3 separate regions of the Zea mays genome follow, and all the other regions are linked to region 2. Evidence: chromatin contacts called from public Hi-C data. All regions are on one chromosome and are shown on one strand. The core of a region is the stretch at or near the end of the contact, and the rest is flanking DNA. Distances in the headings are between cores, read along the strand shown. Region 1 holds the start of LOC103636002 (vacuolar cation/proton exchanger 2). Region 2 holds the start of LOC103636073 (1-phosphatidylinositol-3-phosphate 5-kinase FAB1B). Region 3 holds the start of LOC103636014 (pre-mRNA-processing factor 17).

Region 1 (3,890 bases), core at 1,352-3,851, 600 kb before region 2:
AATACAACACCTCATTAGTCAATAGTAATTACCCAAGTCAATAGCAAGGATCTAACACAATTTTGTAAGTTTTAGTCCTTCTCGAAGTAGAAATTCATTGGAAAAATATGAAGTGGACACTGAATCTAAAATGAACATGACGTGTTCAGACCTTAAGCTTGGCCAAGACCTCAGGTGCAGTCCTCCCAGAGACGCAAATCATGAAGACGAAGCCAAACTTCTCCCTGTCTTGGGCATTTCACTCTATGAGCTCCTGCAGCGGGTGGAAGAAAAAACAGTCCATACTTTATATATGACATATAAGGAAAACTGAGAGTTGATGTAGCCGTTGGGCCATCAAATCCGTGGTTGTGGAGAGCGCTGATGATTGCTCCTCCTTGCTCCACCTAAACCAGAAAGGAAACATAGATTACCAACACAGTGACTGGCACATTAGATCTATTGGCGAGTAGCACTCGCATCCGCCACCATGTGCCATGGCTGGCGTGCATGTGTGCCTGTCGGTTTCTGTGTTGCAACCTACCACTCAATTGGCAGTAAGCATGAAAAAACCCTAGTCAGCACATGGAAGCGGGGAACAAAGAAAATCAAGCAACGAGAAGTCAAGAGTTGCAGAAATAGAGTAGATCGAGAATGGGAATGGCTGAAGTAGGGACAACGAATTCAAGCAACGATTAGTCAAGAGCTACAAAAATGGAGTAGATTGAGAATGGGGATTGGGGCAACGAATCCAAGCAACGAGAAGTCGAGAGCTGTAGAAATAGAGTAGATCGAGAATGGGGAGCAGGATGAGGTCACGGGTGGCCGGCGGGAACGACGCCACGGGGGGTGTAGGGTCATCCCTGGCGGCCGTGAACTGGGGCTAGGGCTCATCGAGCGCGTGTGTCGTGTGTGGTAGAGGCGATGAGAGGGGTGAAGGAAGCCCAGGAGAGCCGAGGAACACGCCAAGAAGCGTCGGCGATGAGATTTATGCTCTGTGAAGTCGTCGAGCCACCAAGGACGGGGGCGACGTGGGGGGTGGCGGCGCAGAGGCGAGGATTGGGGTGGCAGGAGCATGCGCATGCGTGGAGAAAGGTGGGCCCAGCGAGGATCGCAGGGCATGGACGGTGGCGTACCTGGAAGCACCGATGGAAGGGCGAGGAGTGCGGGGAAGAGACGTACCTGGACGGGCGCCGATGGAAGGGTGAGGAGTGGGGGTTAGGACCACGGAGGCGAGAATCGTGGAGGCGGGGAAGAATGATGCCTGTTCGAGCTCGGAGAGCGAGGTTTGCGCGAGCGAGGGCATGGTGTAGGAATCTGGACGCCCACTCTTGGCTCTTGCGGACGCGCGGTGGGGGAGGCGGCGAGGTGAAGCGGCGTTTTCTCCGTAAAAATTGACCGCGGAGATCCCTGGGGAGGCACCATGGATGGAAGGGCACCCTGGGAAGGCGGGATCGCGGGGGCAATAGAGTTGATTGCGGGGGCACTTGCAGCAACGACGCCATGGATGGAAGGGCACCCTGGGGAGGCGCGATTTCTCCGTAAAAATTGACCGCGGAGATCCCTGGGAAGGCGCCATGGATGGAAGGGTTTCCTGGGAAGGCGGGAGCACGCTGGCGATGGCAGGCGGGGGCAGAAAGGCAGAAAGCGGATGCGTGCGGGCGGGATGGCAGAACAGTGCACCATCCGCCTGTGGACGCCTACATTAGACACTTAAGTAGTAGTAGAGATATAAAAATTATGTTTAGGTATACGCTAGTTTGAAAACTCTAATTTATTTGGGATCTCTGTCTTTCTCAGAGTGAGCAATCCCAGGATTTGTCGTTTGAATAAGGCATTTAGATATTTAGTGCTAGTTTGGAAACCACATTTTACCAAGAGAAAATAGAAATCCCTTGGAAAAATTGGGTTCCTAAACTAGCCCTTATAGAAGTTTTTTTCCCGCTAGATTTATCTTTCCTTTTTTTCTAAACAAGGTTATATATTAGAAAAGCAAAAACAAGTCACCCTGCTGCTCTGCCTTTTGGAGCCGTACAACTTGCTCCTGAGCTAACATATGGAGTATACAAGTTGATGAGAGGCCATATGCATCAGTAACCACTTGCGAGCTGTTGGTACCGTACGGTGAAATGCATGCAGCACTTGAGAGCATTGGCCCTGGATCTATCCATCTCTCGGGATGTGCTTTGCTTGGATCTAATCCTTGACTGTTATCGTTGCCAAGGACTCGTATACTACCTTAATAGTTATATCATTGTCAGTCAGTCAGTCAGTCAGTCAGTCAGTCCGTCAGTCACCATCATCAGAGATACTCTCCCACAGCAGAGGGCATCGCCAATCATGTGCAGTAGTGTGACACCCTACACCCCCATGTGATGACCTGACCCCCTCCCAGCTTATAGATAGCTGAACTACAGTAATGGCTCTGTTCGACCTGAGTCATGGATCATTTTCACTTCTCAGTCCTCACCATCTGGACTGAAACCGCTACACAACCACAGGCCCCTCCCCCTCGCCACGTCATCGAGATACTTGGGTCCCGCGCACATACGGAAGCAGAACCCCCCGTGCTGGCCAGTGGGCCACCTTCTGCCCACGAACGAAGAGCGGCGCGATACGTGGGCCCAGCAAGATCAGGGCCCGCCCCGAAGCACCCAGGCACCTTCGTGCTCGTGCCGTGCCCGTGCCCGTGCCCGTGCCCGGCGCATCGGCGTCTCCTCTCCTCGCGCATTTCTCACTCGACCACCACTTCGGCACCGCAGCGTCCGAATCCCTCCGAACCCCGACCCAAGCGCGCTGTCCGGCGGTCCTCATCGAACCCGCCCTGATCCCTAGCGCTCGCGTGCTCCACTCTACCTACGGAGGGAGCCCGCCCAGCCGGCCGCCTCTGCGTTGGTCCTGGCCGCGGCCTCGCACGCAGATGATGGTGGCGGAGAAGCCGGCGCCGGGGGTGTTCCAGGTGCACGAGGCGGCGGACGACGAGCAGGAGCCGGCGTCGCCGTCGTCGCCACGGAAGATGCACTCGCTGGACTTCGAGCACATCGGCGCGCTCGCCGCCGTGGCCGAGTCGCTGGCGCCCGGGAGCAGGTGGCGGAGAGCGCTCACCAGCGCGCGCTTCGTCATCTTCCAGGCCAAGATCAACGTGCTGCTCCCCTTCGGCCCGCTCGCCATCGTGCTCCACTATCTCTCCGGAACGCACGTAAGAACCCCGGCCACGCACTTCGTTTCCAAATCTTCACAATCTTTTTCTTTTTCCTCTTTTTTTTTTCGCCAACCAAGTGCACGTACACTCTCTACTTTCGCGCGGCCGCGTTTGAATCTCTACTGACTACTGCCAACCTCGTCTTTGTTCCGCTGCATTAGTTGCCGTGCACATAAGCTGACCACACTTCACCTTCTCTGTTTGCTTCCATCAAATGCGAGCTCCACAGCAAGGATGGGTTTTCCTTTTCAGCTTAATCGGCATTACCCCGTTGGCCGAGAGACTGGGATACGCGACCGAGTAAGTGTCAGCAAGATGGTGACTTTAGCTCCCAGTTACTACTACTACTTATGCTAATTCCTCGATCGTTTGCAGGCAACTTGCTTGCTACACTGGCCCAACAGGTGTGTTCTTTGCTCCCATGCTGTGCTACATTTCCTAAACAAATATTAGCTTTAATTAACATCTGCTTAGTACTTACTATTTAGTAAAGATGTAAAACCTTTTCTTTTCCTTCTAATTGCAGTTGGGGGGCTACTGAATGCTACATTTGGAAATGCAACGGAAATGATTATATCAATATACGCACTGAAAAATGGGATGATTCGAGTCGTCCAGCAGTCACTACTAGGCTCAATACTGTCAAATATGCTGCTGGTTCTTGGCTGTGCTTTCTTTGCCGGCGGTCTTGTCCACTCCGACAGGGATC
Region 2 (3,618 bases), core at 60-2,559:
CCAGAAGTCCCGGGAGACATTATCTGGGTTGGAGCGTCGCGGCAGCCATGATGTCAAAAGCTTAACTACGTCAGAAAACGTTTTATTTGGGTCCTCCATTGGCAGCTAAAACTGTACCACCTCAAAGAAACCTTCATACTTGCATCCTCATCTGATGCGACAGAAATCTAGAAAGAGATAAAGGCACTCGTTACAACGAACTAACCAACAAAAAGAAGCAGGAAAATTCAATGCACCCTGAACAAACATACAATTTTCCTTTGGATTCTCGCACCAGAAAGAATGGCCGTGTTCCATTTGCAGCATGAATTTCCTCAACAAATATTGCAATAGAATGACAGTACGATAAAATTAGTCGACAATCTCAAAACTGTGATGCATTTATACACTGCCCTATCCCCATCTGACATAATAATGAACTATATTGGACCAAAACCGGGCAAGTAGTTCGGTGTCAACATGGCAAGTCCTTCGCTAAATTTAAAAGCATAAAACAACGATAACGCTGGCACCTAAAGAACAGAGAAATAAAGCGTTGATGCTTGAGTTGAAAACCCAAGCATATATACACTATGTAACGCGGCCAAATAAATCAGTACCAAAGTACAAACGGCACGCCACTGTGTATTGTAGGCGATCAGCAAGATAGACGACGTAGTAATGTGGGCAGGGACAATACCTCAGAGCTCCTCCGAGATCGGTCAGAAGAGGAGCCGCGCGGCCCGCGGTGCGCATTGCATCGGAATCCGAGGAAGCGCGAGCAGGATCGGTCGAGCGACAGGCGCGCGCCGCTTGCTAATCGAGGCACCGCCACGGTCCACGGAGGAGGGGCCCAGAACTCCACCGCGCAAAGATCCCCGGTGTCAGAATCCTACGTCGCGCCCCGCACCCGTGTCGCAGCGAGGCAGCGGGGGCGGGGCGGCAGCGCCGCGCGCGCCGGGCATTTGGCGGCAGCGCCAAAGGGCACGCCCGGCGCGGTGCGGTCCGGTCCGATCGGGAGAGGAGAGGAGCCCGGTGGCGCGGGGCCGGGCAACGCCGGAGGAGGAGGAATCCAATCGGAGGAGCGGCAGAAGATCACAGACCTCGGCGGAGGAGCGGGAGGGAGGGAGCGCCGGGGTGGGAGGAGAGAGAAAAAAAGGCGAGTTTGTTTCTATTTTTATTATTTTGGCTGCTGCTCTTTTTTGTAGTATATACTGGATTATAATTTTCGTGGCTTTGGGATTGACCGGTGGAGCCGATAGGTGAGGAAGTCGCGGAGGGCCCGCAGAAGGCTCCTGGGAAAGCCTCGTCTTCCCTTCGTTCAAATTGACGTCAATACAATTTTTTTTTTGCGGTCCACATAAGTGCTTGATATGGCCAAATTTTTTTTATTTTGGTCCTTTTTTCAGAGAAATTTCACGTTTAAACTTAGACGACTTAATTTAATTTTTGGACCATTTACTCGGCTCCACAAGCTATGGCGTCAAGGTAACACCGCTCGACGCCACATCCTATGGCGCCGAGTCTAGGGCTGGGCATTCGGGTTTTTTTGGAACTTCGGTTCGGTTTTTCGGTTTTCAAAAACTTCGGTTTTTTAAATATTAGAAACCGATCGGTTTTCTAAAAAAATAAAAAACGATAAGTTCGGTTTCGGTTTTGGTAAAAAACGAACACCAAACTTATACTCAATAAGGGTACATGACAACACATTACACATAATTTTAAAAAGTAAAAATTATATAGGTATAAATATTTAAAAACATATCATACATCACATACAAATAAGTGAATAACAATTTGATTGCATTACACATTTAATTCACATAATCAAATAGTCAAAATTTTGAATTCATAAAGTTTGGTATTCGGTTTTTTGGTATTTCGGTTCGGTATACGATAAAAACCGATTACGATACCGAATACCGAAATTCTCAGATGTAAAAACCGAAATCGAACCGAACTTCAAAAAACCGAAATTTTGGCTCGGTTCGGTTTTCGGTTTACGATAAAAAATGCCCACCCCTAGCCGAGTCACGTGTCGCGCTGCCACAGCTCGGACGTCGTGGCGCCGACGTGACACCGAGCTCGGCGCAACATATCTTGGTGGCGAGCTCGATTGTATAAACCCGTGGCCGCTTCTCCTCCTCGCGCCCGTTGCAATTTCTTTTCGTTTTGCCGCCACTCTTTCCCCTCTGACGCCGTCATCTCGACGTGCGTCGCCGCCTCACCACCGCCAGCGCCCGCGACCACCCGTGCCGGCGCACCTTCCTCGCCTCCGGCAGCGCCGACCACTACCACTGGTCGGCCCTCCGCCCCGTCGCCAATGCGTGATAGGTGAGTATGTAGTTGTTGTTGTTTTCAAATTTTATATATCGTTAGTTCAAATTTTAGTCAAAATAAAGATTGTTGTTGTAGTTTTAGTTTAAAGATTGTTGATGTAGTTTTAGTTCAAATTTTAGCTTAAAGATTGTTGTGTAGTTGTATATAGTTAGTATATAGTTATTGATAGGTGCAAAGGTGTATGTCAGCCATCGTGTTGTTCTTCTATTGTTGTCGTTTTTGCAGGTTTTAGAAACCTCCTTGTACTATGTTGCTTTTTTCAGACAGGAGGCTATCCAACACTGCAAGTATCATGGATGAAATCGGCATGCTACGAAAGCTTAGAGAGTGTTGCTGCGGAAGCTGCAAATGGGGCTAGTGCGATGGATGGGAGTAGGGGCACAACCACCGTGGGCGCCTCGCTCGACACGAGCAACATTCTTTATGGCACTAGCATATTACGTCCGCGCCATCGATCATCCAGCACACATGATCTGGTATGTTTTAGTGTTAGTAACGTTATAGATTTCGATTGGCAATATTGGTTTGTTGTTTTGTTAGTGACACATTATAGACTTAGTTGTATTGTAGACTCATAGATCAACAAATAAGGTCATGACAAGTTACAATGAAACTTAGAGATATATTAGTGAAACTTAGAGTTTCGTATGTCATTTGTAAGGAAAATGGACCCTGGGTCGTTTGGCTCAAAAGGTTTTGGTGTTTGATGATCAACATAACCTGTGGACTAATGTGTTTGCTAATGTTTATGTTTCTAGTTCATATGATGCTAAAATGACTTGGACTAAGGCATTGAGGAAAGCAACACCTCAAAACAAGACATTATGAAGATCACTGAAAGGGAAATAGACTTACACCTTTTCCTATATGAATTTTGGTGGTTGAATTGCCCAACACAAATTAATTGGACTAACTAGTTTGCTCTAGATTATAAGTTTTACAGGTGCCAAAGGTTCACAACAAACCAATACAAAGACCAAGAAAGGGTTCAAACAAAGAGAGCAAAAGACAACCCAAAGGTAGCCTGGCCTGGCGCACCGGACTGTCCGGTGTGCCACCGAACAGTGTCCAGTGCACCACCGGACAGTGTCCGGTGCACTAGGGAACTGTTGGGGCGAAGGCAAAGACGCCACCCTTCGCTCGTCCCTTTCGCTGCAGTCGCTGGTCTGTCAAAGACAAAACGGGCAGGGACACCCTTCGCTTCATTCAGCATCAGACGAAGGCCAGCAGTGACAGAATGGCGAAGACTGCGCCCACCAAACCAAAGACTGCCCCGAAACGAAGGCCACCAGAGACAGA
Region 3 (3,869 bases), core at 385-2,884, 530 kb before region 2:
GGTTTGTGTTGGCATCAATCACCAAAAAGGGGGAGATTGAAAGGGAAATAAGGTCAAACCTTTTCCTAAATGATTTTGGTGGTTGAATTGCCCAACACAAATAATTGGACTAACTAGTTTGTTCTAGAGTATACATTCTACATGTGCCAAAAGGTTCAACACAAACCAATAAAAAAAACAAGTTAGGCTTTAAAAGAAAGGAGCAAAAAGAAACCGAAGTGTGGCCTGGCCTGGCACACCGGACTGTCCGGTGCACCAGGGTGAATCAAATCAAACTCCTCAGCTTCAGGTTTCCCAGGCGCAGCTCCCTATAATTCACCGGACTGTCCGGTGTACCACCAGACTGTCCGGTGTACCAGTGGAGCAACAGCTATCTGCGCGCAACGGTCGACTCTGACGGATGAACAGTGCAACACAGTAACAAGGCAGAAGTCAGAGCAGCAGGTCAGAGAGGCACCGGACTGTCCGGCGTGACACCGGACTGTCCGGTGTCGACCAGCTCCAAGCTCTAACGATAGGGTGACGTGGCGGCGCACCAAACATTGTCCGGTGGCGCACCAGACTGCCTGGTGTGCCCATCGCCAGCAGCCTTCTCCAACGACTACATTTTGGTTGGTGGCTATAAATACCAACCCAACCGACCACTTCAAGGTGTGGGAGCCCAAACAACATTCCAAGTCATATATTTGACATATCCAAGCCCTCCCAACCACCTCTATTCATTGATCCATCCTATACACAATATTTGGACCACTACAACCAACACAAGTGCCACAAAAGAGAGATCAAGCAAAAGAAAGCTACTCGTGTGAGTTTAGCGCTAGTGCCTTATGAGATTCATTGAGAAAAGTGTGTGCTACATTTTGCATTCATTTGTGCGTGGAGTTTTGACTCCCATTAAACTTCCTCCAAAGTTTTGGAGGCTTGTAAAGCTAGCAAGAGACACCTAAGAGTGTGGTGATCCTTACGGGATCTTAAGTGATCCTTGAGAAGAAGAAGAGCTCGCCGGTCTTAGTGATCGGTGGAGAGAGGGAAAGGGTTGAAAGAGACCCGTCTTTAGTGGACTCCTCAACGGGGACCAGGCCTTCGAGGGTCGAACCTCGGTAAAACAAATCACCCGTGTCTCTTGTGTTTATTGCTTGTGATTTATTTGTTTCTCTCCCTTTCTAAGTTCTTTTGCACTAATCTTTGCTAATATTATTTTGTGTTGCTTCATGTTAAATTCTCATTTAGAGAAGCACCTCCTTGCAAGAAAGAACTTGTGTTTCTCCTCTTCTTATCTAAGCCCTCTTGCATTATTTTCAACCAATATTTCTTGTAGTATTGCTATTGATTAAATTCCGCACTCCTTGAGAACAATACTTGTTGCAAGCAAAGGACTTAGTTTTATACTTCGATAATTGTGAATCTTGTTCTAACCACTAATCAAGGGATTTAGTTTGTATTTAGAATTATAATTTTCAGGTTTCTCCTATCCACCCCCTCTAGACGACTTTCAGCAACCCTATTTTTCCAAGAGATTTCCATTTTTTCAAGGGAAATTAGTTCATTTTCCTTTGGAAAAATGAGAATCCCCTTAAAAAATAAAATTGCCAAACTAGCCCTAATAGAGCAAAAGCTCACTGGGTTTCGGGTACAAACCGGCCCATCTCACCCTGGAGCGGCCCATCTCGTTCGCTGTCGTCTCGTCTTCGCGAGCAGTCGCGGTGGCTGTGGCGGCGTCATCGTCATCACTCATCAGCGATTCCAAATACAAACTCCCACAGCTTCCACAGAAAACCCTAACACTAGATCCCCACCATGGATCTCCTCCAGTCCTCTTACGCGCCGGACGCCGCCTCGTCCCCGGAGGACTCGGCGGCCGCGTCCTCGCCGGAGTCCTCGCCGCTCCGCCTTCCGTCCAAGTCCGCCGCCCCCGCCGTCGACGACACCGCGCTCGCGCTCTCCTCCGCCGCGTCCGCCGCCCGCCCGCTCGACCCCTCGCTCCACCTCGTCGCCTTCAACCCCACCGCTGACCAGCTCTGGGCGCCCATCCTAGGGCCCCAGCACCCCCACGCCCCAATCTCCTCCGCCTCAGGCAATCGCAACCACAAGCTCGGCCACGTCGAGGACGCCGCGGTCCTGCCCTTCCTATTCGACGAGCAGTACAACACCTTCCACCGCTTCGGTTACGCTGCCGACCCCTCCGGCCTCCACATCGTCGGCGACGCCCATCCCCAGGCGCCTGAGCCCGACACCGTCTACAACCTCGCCCCCTCCGAGCACAAGCGCCGCCGCCTCCTGGCCAAGGCGGACAACCAGGAGGAGCCCGCCCCTCCGGAGGCCAAGAACCCCGCCTCCGAGGAATGGGTCCTCCACAACAAGCAGAGTCCCTGGGCTGGGAAGAAGGAAGCGCCTCCCGCGGAGCTCACCGACGAGCAGAGGCAGTATGCGGAGGCGCACGCTGCCAAGAAGGCCGAGAAGGAGGCTCGCGCCGAAGGAAAGAGCGAGAGGGCAGAGGTTGTGGTCAAGACCACCTTCCACGGCAAGGAGGAGAAGGACTACCAGGGACGCTCCTGGATCACGCCGCCCAAGGACGCCAAGGCCACCAACGACCACTGCTACATCCCAAAGAGGTGTGTCCACGAGTGGGTCGGCCACACCAAGGGGGTCTCGGCCATCAGGTTTTTTCCAAAGTATGGACATTTGCTGCTGTCTGCAAGTATGGATTGCAAGATTAAAATCTGGGATGTGCTTGGGTCACGGACATGTATGCGGACTTATATGGGGCACTCAAAGGCCGTAAGGGATATATCATTCTCTAATGATGGGACTAAATTCTTGAGTGCTGGGTATGACAGGAATATACAGTACTGGGATACTGAGACAGGGCAGGTGATCTCGACCTTCTCAACCGGGAAGGTCCCATATGTTGTGAAGCTCAATCCTGATGAGGATAAGCAGCATATTCTCCTTGCCGGAATGAGTGATAAAAAGATTGTGCAATGGGATATGAAGTCAGGGCAGATTACACAAGAGTATGATCAGCATTTAGGGGCTGTGAACACCATAACTTTTGTGGATAACAACAGGAGATTTGTGACCTCGAGTGATGACAAGTCTCTTCGTGTGTGGGAGTTTGGCATCCCTGTGGTGATTAAGTATATCAGTGAGCCGCACATGCACTCAATGCCATCAATTGCACTGCATCCCAACTCAAATTGGCTGGCAGCACAGAGCTTGGACAATCAGATACTGATATACAGCACCAAGGAGAGGTTTCAGCTTAATAAGAAGAAGAGATTTGCCGGACATATTGTGGCAGGTTATGCTTGTCAAGTGAACTTCTCACCTGATGGGAGGTTTGTGATGTCTGGTGATGGTGAGGGTAGCTGCTGGTTCTGGGACTGGAAAAGCTGCAGGAGATTTAAGACTTTGAGGTGCCACAACGGAGTTTGCATTGGATGTGAGTGGCATCCATTGGAAACTAGCAAGGTTGCAACCTGTGGATGGGATGGTGTAATTAAATACTGGTAAGTTGATCACACAACCATGCGTGCTCCTTTAAATCTGAACCACTGCTTTTAATTGCTTTGTAACCATTCAGAGCCTCAGGTCTTTCTTCTTGCTAAGAATAGTCTTTTCTGTTGAGTACAGTCTCACAGTGCATTTAGAGAATTGAGATTACTGACTTAATCTCATCCACATCTGCCTTGCAAAAGCTGTGCTGAGATTTTTATGAACTAACTATGGCATTTTATTATTTCATATTACAAGTTATGGTAAATATACACTCTTTTGTATTGTTTGATTTATATTTGTTTTGTTTGCCTCTCGCATTTACGAGGGATGGCTTGCGTTGGTTTATCCCTTCCCTAGACACCACTTAT

Evidence for each region. A called contact is a pair of places that touch in the nucleus more often than the background predicts.
Region 1: a contact with region 2 is called in a Hi-C map of leaf mesophyll, with 3 times the contacts expected there. The contact joins the promoter of LOC103636002 here to the promoter of LOC103636073 in region 2. A contact is called at or near these places in 4 of 25 Hi-C or Micro-C datasets (endosperm, leaf, leaf mesophyll and 1 more).
Region 3: a contact with region 2 is called in a Hi-C map of ear, with 2.8 times the contacts expected there. The contact joins the promoter of LOC103636014 here to the promoter of LOC103636073 in region 2. A contact is called at or near these places in 6 of 25 Hi-C or Micro-C datasets (bundle sheath, ear, leaf and 3 more).

The regions. Positions count from the first base shown.
Region 1 is chr1:69,488,985-69,492,874 of Zm-B73-REFERENCE-NAM-5.0, forward strand. LOC103636002 (vacuolar cation/proton exchanger 2) reads left to right here and starts at 2,602. Exons shown (of 11, transcript XM_008658374.3): 1 at 2,602-3,178; 2 at 3,411-3,481; 3 at 3,557-3,585; 4 at 3,708-3,890. The coding sequence starts at 2,900.
Region 2 is chr1:70,092,441-70,096,058 of Zm-B73-REFERENCE-NAM-5.0, forward strand. LOC103636073 (1-phosphatidylinositol-3-phosphate 5-kinase FAB1B) reads right to left here and starts at 1,310. Exons shown (of 12, transcript XM_008658432.3): 1 at 680-1,310; 2 at 1-167. The coding sequence starts at 99.
Region 3 is chr1:69,558,436-69,562,304 of Zm-B73-REFERENCE-NAM-5.0, forward strand. It overlaps LOC103636014 (pre-mRNA-processing factor 17), which reads left to right and starts at 1,635. Exons shown (of 2, transcript XM_008658381.3): 1 at 1,635-3,512. The coding sequence starts at 1,801.